2 separate regions of the Mus musculus genome follow, and region 2 is linked to region 1. The links are chromatin contacts, called in public Hi-C maps. All regions are on one chromosome and are shown on one strand. The core of a region is the stretch at or near the end of the contact, and the rest is flanking DNA. Distances in the headings are between cores, read along the strand shown.

Region 1 (6,778 bases), core at 2,011-4,510:
TCTTGCTTCTTTAGTACAGTCTTAGTAGTAATAAATATGTAAGGGAGCGGTCCATAGACCACACTCAGGTTGGCAGTTTGTGCAGGACTTACAGTGCCCAGTGGGTGGGTGGCTGTGGTCTATCCCAGTGAAAGGACACAGAGGAGAGACACACGCTGCCGCATCCAGAGAGCCCCAACAGCAACATTCAGCCATCCTATCTCAGTGGAGGTTGGGACAGCTCTGACTTGTCCCAGGACACTGTGTGGGGTGCAGGGGAGGGGTGTCTCAGCAGCTGTGACATCAGAGTGCTTGTGAGACTCTCACTTTGTTTTGTTGTGGAGGCAGGGAGTGTGGTGATGCTGCTGGCCCTCTGAAGGCAGAGCTGGACTCCTGCCTACCGGGTTTCAGTTGCTAGCACACACAGGAGGTACAGCCCAAGGAACCCGGGAGATGCCAGTGCCTGTAAGGCAGGCAGGGCACTCTGGTGGCCCAAAGGGCAGTATTCAGAAACCAAGAGCGAACAAGGCAAGGGCCTTCAGGTCAACCCCCTGCCTCAACTTCCCCTGCTGCAAATCCCTAGAGCCATTTAGGCGTCTTCCCTCATTACTGAGTGGGTAAAACAATTCATCGCACAGTAAGTGATAAAAGACTTGATATATGAAAGGCTTCAGCAAAGGTTGGGTCCCTTCAGGTCCCTTATAACCCTGACCTAGTCTCCTAATCTGGACCAGGCCATTGTCACCTCCTCTTGTCCCTGTCCTTGTCCCAGTTTGCTTTTATTTTCCATTAGCAAGAGAAAACACACTGCATGCTATAACTGGGTGTTCTTTTGACAAGATCAGTGTTGTGGGATCCCCTCCCTCTGCATGTGTTATCAGTGTTAAACACCACTTGTAGATGCTGACACACTGAGTGTGGCTATGCTCAGTGTGTCAGCATCTACAAACCCTCCATAGCTCGTGCCCATGTTTCTGTAGGCCGGATTCTCTTTCTAAACATTTATTTATATTGTTTTAAATTATGTGTATGTATGTGTGTGAGTGTATGTATGTGTGTGTGTGTATGTGATGTGAGTGTGTGTGTGGTATGAGTATGTGTATGTGAGTATGTATATGTGTGTGTATGTGTACATGTTTGTGTGTGTGTGTGTTTCTGTGTGGTATGACTGTGTGCACGTGTGTGTTTGTGTGTGTATGAGTATATATGTGTGTGTTTGAGTGTGTTGTGTGTACATTTGTGTGTATATGTGTATTTTTGTGTGTGTTTGTGTGTATGTGAGTGCAATGTGTGTGTGTGTGTGTTTGTGTGTGTGTGTGTGTGTGTGTGTGCGCGCACTCACAAGTACCCACAGATGCCAGAGGTGTCAGATGCCTTGGGGTTGATTGTGAGACTCCCGACAGAGGTGCTGGGAGCTGAACTCTGGTCCTCTGCAAGAGCAGGAAGTACTTTTAACTTCTGAGCCATCTCTTCAATCACATTCTTAAGAATGGAACCGGTGGCAGGGACATTTAGAGTCTCAGTGATCCTGCCAAATCGCTCTCCCAAGTTAATTCTCCATCAATTACGGACAAATCCACCTGTGTCCCTATTCCTCCTTGGAAGACTGTGGAAGAGGATTGCTTGTTTAGCAAGAGAGAGACACTGTTTTGGTTTCCTTGGGTACTGCATTCACCTGGTGCACAGCACAGGCAGTTAAAATACCCGTACACATAAAATAAAATCAATGAATCTTTACAAAAACAATAAAAGTGTAAGCAATTGTTTACTTTTTCAGGTCTGATACAGTGAGGATGACATGTGGAGCTCAGCAGGTGCCTCTAGAGTGGACACAATAGTCACCACGCATCACCAGAAAATAGCTGCCTCTTGCTGCTCTAGGGATCCACACAACAGGATGCAGGGAGCTGGCCTCTTAGGATAGGAGAATTCTTTATTCCAGGGACCAGGCCACCACTGGATGCTTTTAGTAAAGGGGGGTGAGGGAACTCTGCCCTCCACACAGACCTGAGTGCTTTCAAGTGCCTTCCCCAAGTCTTCTAAGAGTCTGTCAGGTGTTTGGGACCTACCAGGGTCCAGGGACCCTATCCCTCTGGTTGGGTTGACTGGCTCCTTAGTGTCATCTGGTTCTGGTAGGGTGAAGTCTCATTCTCAGGACTAATACCAGGGTGATGCTGAAGTATTGGTTTTAAGTGACTTGCTGCTTTGTATATGTAGTAACCTTGAAAAAAATCGCCCAGGATTCTGACAATCTTGCTTCAAGGCTTTCAAAACTGGCCTCCCTCCCTGCCTCCTCTTTGCCTCCCATCTGCAGCTGTTGGGTTGGAAGCCCCTAGCTGAAGAGAGGCCATTTTGTCAGTGAGTGGATGAGCCTTTACTGAGCACAGGCTATGTGTGGGGCAGGGGGGTGATCTGCAGCGTCTCTTTTCCTGAGCCCACAGGCAGAGGTGGGTTGGGGGGGATGCTGAGACTGGCAGGTGGGTTCAGGTCTAAGTAGAGGTGATACCTGGGTGTGATCACAGAAGGAGTCTCAGAGTGAGTCTCAGAGTGGTGGTGCCTACGGGGCTGTAGTTTTAGGCAGGGAGCTGAATTAGAAGCTTCTAAGGGCTCATTCAAGGTGGGAGGGGGTACAGGTCTCCACCTGTGCACATTAGCTGAGGTCTACCAAGGGGGCGGGATCTCAGCTAAGACGCAGCCCACTTTGCATGCTCAGACCTGCTCAGTCACCGAGGCAGGGCTAACATTTGGATATGTGGTCTCCAAGTTCAAGGTTTTTCCACTCTAACTCAAGTCTGGGACAGTGCCCCGAGTCTCCCCCGGGCAGAACAATTCTTACAGTTTTAAAACAAGACCCACCTGTAATGTCCTCATGCTTTTTCTTTTGTTTGTTTGTTTGTTTGTTTTTTGCCCCTTGTCAGCTTCGGATGAACAACTCAGTGGAAGTTTTTGGAGGGAGCTATGCTCTCCAAAGCTGTGGACAAATTCCTGCCCCTAAGAACTCATAAAGGGGTTATTTGCAGGACAGACCGCAACAGTTCTGGCTCCAGGTCCTACGACAACACGGAGTGCCACTCTTCTGAAGGAGTATCCAAGATCAAGGGAGAAAACAGGGTTCCCAGACTCTGGTTCTGCAACTTGATCCTTAGCGCGTGGGGCGGACTGTGGCACCTGAGCATCCGTCGGAGCTGCTGGGTCCTGGTCCCAGCTTCTCGTACGCAGGGAGGGGTTCGGGGGCGCGCACGCAGGCCGCCGGGGACGCGCTGGCCGCCCGGGGGCGCGCACGGGCTAGTCTCTGCCCTAATGCGGCGGCTGGCAGCGAGAGGTGCTGCAGGGGACGCGAGGGAAGTGGCGGCGCCGGGAGCGGACATCTGGGACTGCGCCCGGGGCTGGAGCCCGAGCTCCTCGAGGTAAGGTGAGCGCGGGTACCCGGTAGGGTAACAGAACCCGGTCTCGGAAGCCCAACCAGCGGCACCCCCTTTGATTCCGCTCTCCTCAGTCCATCTGCATCCCCCGACCTGTCCCATCCCCCTCCATCCACATCCCTGTGCTTTTTTTTCTCTACACTGCCACCTGCCCGGAACCCACCAGATTCTGGCAGTGTCTCCCTCCAGCTTTCAGCCCTCTCCACCCTAATACCCTTTCGGACTCGGCTGGCAACATCCCATATTCCATCCCTCTCCCTCGCTCTCTCTCTCTTTCCTCGCTGTCTCAGCCTCACCATTGGAGACCAGCCAGCCCCTGTGTTTTCTCTCTGTACACCTCACTTTTCAGTTCCCCATTCCACTTATGTTTTCCTGCCTCACCCGTGGCCCCTCTGCTTGCCCTCCCTCCCGCGGCCCTGTGTAGTGCTGGCCTTCGGTTGCTCCCTTCCAGTTTATCCTCCCCGGTCCCCATCTTCACACCCAGTCCCAACCCCTTCACAGTGGCTTCCTTGTTTCCTCATCCTGCACACTCCCTCTGGAACATCTCCCCTACTCTCCTTGGTTCCTAGCCGGCCTACTACCCATCACCTTCTCTGCCTGCCCTTCGTGGTGATGTAGGTCCGGTGCTGACTGGGCTTGGACTCAGTCTACCCACCCTTGTATCGTCCTACTCTGCCACAGAGGCCTAGGGCTCAGTGGGCCAGGTGTTCACTGCTGTGAATTCAACCTCTCTAAAGCCCTTTGCTGCATGTTTGAGCCTGTTCATAGCTTTGGAAGAGAGATACTTGGGTTTGTAGGCCTCTGTGTGGTCCTCTCCTCTCCTGGAACTATTCAGGTTTGCTTCCTAGATGGGATCAGAAAGGGCTTGAGGCTGGGAGAAGAGGCAGGTCTAAGGGAATGGCCCTCAAGCTCCTGAGACTTGTCCTGAGTCCTGGGCTGCAAAAGCCTGGCAGAGAAACCTTGCTGGAGGGCCTAAGAGTTGGGGTCTTAGCAAAGACTTTTCCTCAGCTTCCAAGCCAGCATTCTGGCATCAGGAATGGTCCTGAGTGTGACCCACGACATGGCTGGGAGTGGTCAGAGTGCTGAATCACGGAGGCTGTGGTCCCACAACAGCCCACCTCACTCACTGAGCCAGGGTCTACTTTTCATTCCTCCCTTGGCTTACTGGCTGAGTTATGCATGCTGTGTGTATGTGTGTTGTGTATGAATGTGTATGTTGTGTATGAACATGTATGTGTGTTTTGTGTATGAGTGTGTGTGTGGTTCTGGACAAAGATGCCTCCTCTAGCTCCAGAGGAGAGGGTGACAATATTCCTCTTCTTGCCTGTCTCTTTCTCTGATAGGAGGGCCCTGATGTGCCTCCTCTAACCTTGGAACTGAGGTGAGCCCTGCTGGGCCCAGATCCAATCTTCAGTAAGGCAAGGGCAGGCCATAGCCTTTGAGACCAGGGTGCACAGGAGATGTGTGGTTTGAATAGGGCCAGAGACCAGCAGGTTCAGATCCCATAGAACTTAAGCCTAAGTAGAAGCTGCCCAGGGAGAGGGTGTGGAGCAAGGAAGACCCTGGAGAGGCTGTGGGGGCAGCCAGAGGAAAGGAGGCAGAACTCAGTCCTCCCTGTGACCAAGGATGCTGGATCGGTGGAACTGCATGCAGGAGGCAAATGAGAGAGAGGAGGGATCACCTTCCTGTCCAGTACATTTCACCTTTTGCCTTGACTAAGCTGGTTCTTCAGAGAGAGACAATTTTCTACCCTTACTCTTTGGATTAGGCCGAAGGAGTGTGTGTGTGTGTGTGTGTGTGTGTGTGTGTGTGTGTGTGTGTGTGTGTGTGTGTGTGAGAGAGAGAGAGAGAGAGAGAGAGAGAGAGAGAGAGAATATGGTATTACTAAGAAAAGAGACAAAACCCAAGAAATTGTATATGCCTTTGTAAAATAGGGCTGGCTTCCCAATCCCCTGTCTCAAAGACTCCTCTAAAACCCTAGGCTTTAGAGGAGGTAAGATACAAACTGCAGTCTGGCCCCGGCAGTTTCCCCAGAGGTTCTTGCTTTGGAATACTGAGGGGCTGAACACAGCTGACTGAAACGTGGGCTGTGGTAATTCCGGATGGCCTCCAGACTGTGTCTGTTCAGGGGACACGGTGTTGGGAGACTGGCTACATCGGCTTTGTCACCCTTCTTGGTCCCCTCCCCGTTGCCTGTGGGGGCAGGGCGGGAAGCTTCTCCTGGCGTCGGGGCCTCCGATCTGCCAGCTTTTCCTGGTATCAGAGAAGCATCACCTGCAGCTGTTGTCGGGAGCTGATTGGATCAAGGCTCTGACGTTGAAGTGCTTGATTGGGGCTCAGGTTAAATGGGGCTTCTGATAACAGCCTACATATTTCCCAGCTTTGTGCAACGAATCTCAGCCCTTGCCCCCTTGTTTGGCATCACAAAAGCTACAGAGAGTTAAATCCAGGCACGCCAACAGCAGAGCCAGCTCCCCAGGGAGCAGGGGCAGGACCTGCCAATTGTGCTTCACTGGCTGGCTCAGGTGGAACTGCATGCAGGAGTGGTTCCCTGTGGACAGAAGCAGGCTCTGCTTACAGTGGCTGGCTGGTCCTTTCACCGTCACACGGAGGGGTGGCTGAGATCTGAGGTTTGGGTTTGAGGTGGGGCAGATCTCAGGAGGGTCCTGTTTTTGCAGTGACTCTGGGACAGGCTTTCTCCCATCATCTGTCACAACTTGTTCCTCACTTCCCATGCCACAATTCTCTCCCAGGCTGGTCTGGATGCCAGAAGTATGGCGATCTCTGAAGCCATCCAATCGTTGTGGGTGTGAGCATCTCCTTCTGTCTTTAGAAACAGAAATCCTTAGGGAGTCAGGAAGGAAGGGGCAGAATGGTCCTGGTCCTACTGTGTTTGATTGGATGGAAGCTGTGGAGGGTGAAAGGAGAGGAACTTGAGTAAGACTGGGTTCATGTTCACTCCTGCCTCAGATGTTTATTAAGCCCTGCAGTATGTTGCCACTGAGCTCAGAGAGGGAAGGCAAGGACAGAGCCAGGTCTTCTCAGAGGTCTGGTGTCACGGAAGAGGGAGACAGGTCATCAGACAAATCATAAAGAGAAGCCTGAGTGACGTTGGGCAGACAAAGATGCTGTACTAACTACAGGATCCCGAATCCTACTGGTACCAGTCCCTCTTGCCCAGAGCCACCTGGAATAGTAGCTCAGAGCTGATCTTGATGCTGACTGCCTGGGAAAGGCTGGGGGTGGAGGTGAGATTCAAGGTGCCATCAGATCCCCAGCTTACACAGCCAGAGCTTGGTTATTCGGTGTGCAGCTGAACCATGGAGTTTGATGGAGAAGCATCCACAGGGAACCCTGGGAAAAGGTGGAGGCTACTT
Region 2 (6,778 bases), core at 2,596-5,095, 120 kb before region 1:
TCACTGTCTTCCTTCAGGGGACCATGCTCCCGGCCCCATTCTTGACAGCTGAGAGAAACTGGTGAGGGAGTCACGGAAGGGATTGGCTATCTTGGTCAGGGGCAGTGAGGGCTGGATATGTGTTTTCTCTGGAGGAGGCCTGGTATCTCTCTCACAGGAGCAGCTCTTGTTCCCCACTGTTAGAAGCCCACTAACCTAATAGAGACCTGGCTCTATGGGAGTCACTTTGTACAGTCCTCTCCAGGGACCTTCATTCTCCAGCCCCACAGATAGTTGTCCTGATGCAGCAGACAGGCTGGGTGGGGCCAAGGTAGACAAGACATTGCTCCTCTGCCTACTTTACATCCTTGGTTTGTAGCTGTCTGACTGCAGCCGTAAAAACAGCTTATAAAGTAGGTGTCTGCTGTAAGCAGCAGAAGCATCATCAATGCTGGGAGAAGGGGCCGCCAAGGCAGGTTGTTTTTCTCCCTCTCCAGTAGCTCAGACCCTAGTGCAGAGGCTCACTCCGATCTAGGCCCACAAGGCAGGACAGCAGGAGGGAGGGCTGGTGTCTCGCATCCCTGCATGACAACTACCCACATCAACCACAAGCCAGAGCTAAGGCGTCTCCTCAGAGACTCTTCAAACATAGACATGTTTATGTCTTTTCAGGGTAGCTCAGATACAAGCAAGGAACTGGCACCTAGGGAAAATAAAGCCCGGGATACAAGGTAGGGACTGGTATTTTTTTAAAACCTAATTTAAATCAACTTGCAGAAGACCTCAAATGAGGCCAGTTGGGAGGAATCCCTGGAAGAAACCAGGCAGACTCAAATCTCAGGAGCCCAAGGACTCTATGCATAGCTCCCTTCTTATGTACTGGGCTTAGTTCCCAGACATACTGTAGCCTTTACTACCCCAGCTTATTTGGAAACCCATTAACCTAAAAGAGACCTAGCTCTACAGGATGAAGGGCATAGTCCTGGCAGAGCTCTGAGGCACTGCCAGTGCAGGCCTAGCCTTCTTGCAGATATCAGCTACATCTTTGACCATGGTGGGTAGCTGGCTCGAGGTCTATATGGAAGCACTTGACCCAGCCCTCAACAGGGACACTCTTGTCTCCTGTCCCTTTCATACCTGCTTCAGACCCTTCAGTAGCCTCAGTCCTTTGGTCCAAGGCATCTACTCAGTCACACTATTGTCAGACCGAATGTGGAGGGCACAGGTACCCGCCAGAGCCGACCATCAGAGTTCATCTGGGCACAGAACCCGGCTTCTTTGAATCAGCACCCCCTCTTCTGCTTCCCCCACTCATTGCATCCGCCCCCTGGCTTGCTGTGCAAGACTCTCACAGCTGAGTTGTTACTCCACACTTGTTTATATGTTTTCTTTGACTGTGTTAAGTCATTGTGTGTGCATAGCCTTCCCACACAGGGAGAGCCCAGAGAACAGGGGCAGGGGCTGCTCTGGCAGCTAGATCTGCCTGCCGTCCTGAATCTAAGAATTTGGGAAGGACTCTCAGGACATCAGAGAGAGTGCATCTACCTACATGTGTGTGCATACACACACCTGTACCTGTGCATGCATGCAAATATGTACACTAACTGAGTTGCAGGGCACGAGTCTGACAGGAGCCATGCTGCTTAAGGCTGTTTAGCTTTCTACTCATTTTCTTTTTTCTCCTGTATGCCAGGTGCCCACATATCACATTCAGAAGACCTCAGAGGGGGACAACCCAGGCTACACTAGACAAGTGTCAGGTCCCTTGCATGTTAGACCAGCAAGTTGTGTGTGTGTGTGTGTGTGTGTGTGTGTGTGTGTGTGTGTGTGTGCGTGTATGGCAAATTTGACATTTCTAATCACTGGAAGAACCCAGGAAGTTTAGCTGTCTCTGTTTATCCCTGGCAGGATTGATTCTAAGTCCTTCCAAAGCTACCAATCCATGGGTGCTTAAGTCCCTTATATAAAATATCATACTATTTGCGATGCATAGAACCTATATTGTCTCCTGAATGCTTTAGATCATCCCTAGATTACAATATCTGATGTAATGGATGCTATAGAAATGGGTTGTTGGGAATAATCAAGAAAATAATGACAAAGGAGAAGTCTATATAAGTTTAGTGCAGACTCTGAGTTTTAAAAATTGATTATGTATTTATTTTATGTGGTTTTTTTTTTGTTTGTTTGTTTTTTTGTCTATGTGTCTGTGCAACATTTGTGGGCCGAGTGCCCACAGAAGCCAGAAAAGGGCAATCAGCTCCCTTGGAACTGGAATGACAGACGATTGTAAGCCACCTTGTGGAGGCTGGGAATCAGACCCTATAGCCATCTCTCCAGCTGCCTGAATATGTTTTTTTCCTTTTTCATCTCTGAGTAGTTGGGTCCACTGATGTGGGATCCAACGGAAAGTGGGTTTGCAGGAATTGACCTATCCTATCATTTCGTCTTGTAATCAAGCATTTTGTTAAGTCTAATGAGCAGTATGATTTTTATAGACAGGCCGCACAGCATCTCTGGGTTCAGGAAGTGAGCGAGGTGGCTAAGAACTGATAGTGAGAATCCAATGAGGTCAGAGATGAGGATGGGCTCTGTATGACGACCACAGGCAGCCGTGGGGTGAACAGGGTTAGAGTGCGGAGAAGGCAGGACAGAGGTCAAATCCCAGGCATGCTCCTCAGAGTCACATTGTTCCTGCTGGGCTGCTGCCTCTCCCAGTCTGACTCACTTATCTTACTACACAAACACAGGTACTCCAAGGGATACTAGGGTGACATCTCAGGACATCTTTGCCCAGCCTCCAGGGTTCTGTAGCTTGGACACAAGGCCCCATCACTTGAGAAAAGATGCTTCCAGGCCACTGGGAGCAGCTCTGCACCGTTGAGTGGCTTCATTGATTCCTATTTTAGAAAAATGGAATTCAGAAGCCCTTCTTCAGAATCAAACTTTGATCTAAAAATCGTCTTTCTGGCTGTCTGTGCAGTGACGTTTTCAGGCTGACCCAAGTCCTCCTTTGCAGCCCCAGCATGGGTCCCTATGAGGCGACGCTCAGACAGAGCCTGCCTTCTCACTCTCCATCTTGAGAGTTGGAGGGTGGCTCATTTGGAATTTGGCTATACTCTGAATGTCAGAGTAGCCAGGGTCCCTGTGGGGCTCAATGATAGGAATTCCCCTTGGGACCTCTGCTGGAAATACAAGAGGAGAAAAGGGAGTGATGCCAAGTGTTCCTCCACGGTGTCACCAGGACAGTTTCCCCACCTACTTTTTTGGCTTTCGTATTGATTTCAATAGAGAGAAGGCAGGTCAGGGGGGAGGGGGGCACTAAAGAAGAAAAGCTAAGAGAGCAGAAGAGGATGGTGGTGGGGACACAGCAGGAGGGGGAGATGAGTGGGATGAGATAGCACTTGGCTTTCTTGTGCTCAGGAACCGGTGGAAGATTTGTCCTTGGGATCCGTCTAGCCCAGAAGAGCAGACCAGATATGCCCTACCATTTGAAAGTAAACCTCTGGGCCCCATGCATTATGTGTTGAGCAGGGCAGAGACACCTTTTGTGTCCACTGTTTGAACCTCTCTGCTTCCTGTGACCCACCCAACCTGGATGTACAAACCGTGGGCACACTTCACATCTCTTTCTGCAGAGGGTGGCACTGGGTATATGGGACCTTCTTGGTCAGCATCAAGGGAGAGGTGGCCTCTGAAAGGAGCCCCTGCTTTCTGCCCTGGCCCTAGTGCTGCACAGGGGAGGATAGATGCAGGCTACTTGACGTGATCCCCACACCCTGGGCTCCATGCCCCTATTTCTGCCTTTCTTGGGTTCTGTCTCAGAAAAGGACTCACACAGAGCGGTGTTTGCAGCCGAGTTGGATTTGTCTGTGTTGCCATGACAATAGTGAGAGCTGCTCCTGTTCTCTCAGCCTCTGCTCCTTTCACAGGCTACAGAGCTCTCTCTCTCTCTCTCTCTCTCTCTCTGTCTCTCTCTCTCTCTTATTCCTCTCCCAACCCACCATCATTATTTCTAATTACCATGGAATTTGACCGACCCCCCCCCTCCCCATTTCTCTCTTTCTGCATGTTTCTGCTCTAAGACTCTTGGTTCCCAAGTGCTTCCCACACCAGGGCTGGGGAGTGTCTCATGGCCCTCCAGAGGCCCTTGAATAGACTTGTTGGGACAGGAGGACCCTAGGCCTCCAGCCTCTGGGGATTTGTTTCCCTTCTCAGTCCATCTCCTCACTCATTTCCCTCCTGCACATCCAGCATCAAGGACCCACTCAGGTTCCTCCTTCCCAAAGACCTCTTGCTTGCTTTCTTCCCATTCCTGGTCAAGATTTATCTCCTATAAGCTTTCCCTATTTGGCTCCATCTGACCTCAAACACCAAGGGCCCCCCTCAGCATTTATGTGTAGTCCGGAGTGCTGATCTGCCCTTGCCTCTGTGTACATGCCTGGAGTCTACATGCCCAGCTGGGCTTCTGTGTCTAACTCCTCAGCAGCCTGGAGCAGTGGCTTTGTCTGTCCAGCTCAGCTTGCCATCTCCTTATTTCAGACTTGGTCCCATGGCTGATCCTGTCACTCCCAGACAAGATCTATCTGTCTGTGGGGATGGGCATCCTAACCAGACATTGCCAACCCTGCTGCCTCTGAGCAGAGGTACAGGGCTTTCCTTCTGTGTAGGGTGATTTGGCCTGTGGGTTTCCTGGGGCCACATTTCTCATTACAAGAAAAGAGTTTGAAAAATGGCTGGTGTTTTAGTTTGGGTTTCATTGCTGTGAAGAGACATAAGTCCACAGAGTTCTAGGAACTCTCTTGGAGCAAGAGACATGTCGCCCCTACCAGAACAAAAAAAACCTTCCACCTCAAAGGCTGTCATAAGTGTAGGTCTCAGTGGTGTCTGTATGAGGTGTAAAGTATGAGGCATTTATAGCTTCCCACTGGAGGCAGCACTGATTTGGATTCCATTATAACAATGTCACCTGATTCGAAGTGTCACCAAGCAGTATCTGTCCAGTGTGTGTGTGGGGGTGAGGTGGGGAGTCTGGAAGGACAGCCAAGGCAACCTTTCCTCTTAGAAAACTTGGGCAAAAGGAACATCTCTGTACTATGAGGGAGGGAAGAGTATACAGGGAGGCACAGGAGAAAGGGCAATGCTGTCTAAGGACAGGTCTGGAGACTCTTCAGACAAGAATCCAGAAAGAGGCAAAAAGCCCATCTCCTGAAAAGGACAGACTAGCATTCCGTGCTAAGGAAGAAGCTCACGGAGTTCTGGAAACAAGGGTGGGTGCTAGGTAGGAGAGAGGGAGGCAGGTGCCCTGCAGTGCTCAGGCACCTCAGTCCTCTCACTTCTCTCCTGGCCTCTCCTTGGCAGCAGCCTTCAATAGAGCTAGCCTCAGCTGCCTTCCTCCCAGGGCAAGATGGATGCTGGGCTGTGCTCTGGGCTGGCAGTGCTTATTTCCTTAGTTCTACCCTCTACTCGCCATTTGTCTGAATTCTGCATGGTAGGAACAGTGTCCCTCCATGTGCACAGGGGTCTGAATTCTGCACTGTAAGCCCAGTGGTCCTTCCATGTGTACAGGGAATGAGTTCAGGGGCCCCAGCAGATATGATAATTGGAAGATGTTGGAGATTCTTATAGAAAATAGTAATTTGCATATAACCACACATTCCCTGGAACACTTTAAATCATCTCTGAATGGCTTAGAATATCTAGAGTGATGTAAATGCTATGCAAATAGTTGTTATGTTGTATTGTTTAGGGAATAACAATAAGACAGTCTACATGTGTCGTACAGGTGCATTTTCTCACCTAATTTTTTATAATCTTTATTATTAAAAAAACACTTGCAAACAAATGAAAGCATCACACACTCAAATTAACTAGACTCCAAGTTTATACAACTCAGGGAACTTGTATGCATTTAGAATAGGCATTTGGAATGGAAGCTGTGGAGCTTGGCATTAAACTTTACACTTTCCGAATTGAATATATTTTGTGTATTTATCCACCACCAAACCCAAGAATTCCTGACAGAATCAAAACTAGAAAAACAATTAGATTTCTCTCCTCTTTCATTTCTCGTGCCATTACCTGCGTTCGGTCCTTAGCCTTTCTTGTTCTATCATCTCCCTGGCACGCTTACCCCCACACACACCTGCCTGCATATGTATTACCAGCTAGATGCCACATATGGTAAGGAATACATGGTTTGTTTCTTCCCGACACCGTGTGACCTCACTTAATACTATATACATCGCAGCATCCTTGCACAACTCCCAGGACTCAGACCTGGCTGGGACAGCAAGGGAATGAAGGAAAGACAAACAAACACAGAATGTGGTCGGCCTGGATTCTGCTGGAAAAACTGCCGTGCCCTGGAGGCTCACAGTAGTTATTATATAGAGTTGGACAGAGAGGCAGGGTCATGGCACAGGGCTGAACAAGGAGGCAGGGTTATTCCCTACACATAAACAAGGAGGTGGGGTTTACGGCATACAGCTGGGTCCAGAAGACAGGTTTAGCTATCTGTAGGAATAGCCTCAGCAGGAGAGCAGTCTTCAGGCAGTAACAAGGCAGAATGGTGGCCATTTTCTGCACAGACTGTCAACACTCACACTCCATCCCAAAGGAGGGCTTAGCTCTTTCCCTCTGAGCCTCATCCTGGCGGGAAAGATTCATCCATGAGTCTGAGGCTCTGGGGTCCTTAGCATGGGTACAGCCATTCAATCATACACAATCACCCGGGACTTTACCAACTCAGGGCTTCTGTGTTCCCTATGACATATTCTAAGTCCAACAGTTTTCCTGC

Evidence for each region. Hi-C and Micro-C count contacts between places; a contact is called where the count stands out from the background.
Region 2: a contact with region 1 is called in a Hi-C map of neural progenitor cells, with 3 times the contacts expected there. The contact joins the enhancer-like site here to the promoter of Nfasc in region 1. A contact is called at or near these places in 6 of 484 Hi-C or Micro-C datasets (the HL-1 cell line, embryonic stem cells, nephron progenitors and 2 more), 1 of 115 datasets of contacts at active chromatin or transcription factors (embryonic stem cells) and 2 of 9 other capture datasets (adipose tissue and liver).

What each region holds. Positions count from the first base shown.
Region 1 is chr1:132,738,279-132,745,056 of GRCm38.p6, reverse strand. It overlaps Nfasc (neurofascin), which reads left to right and starts at 3,260. Exons shown (of 30, transcript NM_182716.4): 1 at 3,260-3,386.
Region 2 is chr1:132,856,053-132,862,830 of GRCm38.p6, reverse strand. No RefSeq gene overlaps it. Among named protein-coding and RNA genes, the nearest start is that of Lrrn2, 21 kb to the left of the region's middle. Within about 2 kb of position 3,845, at least 48 of the 459 cell types and tissues checked have an H3K27ac peak or open chromatin away from gene starts, as enhancers often do. A contact at or near this core is called in neural progenitor cells, where this site is marked.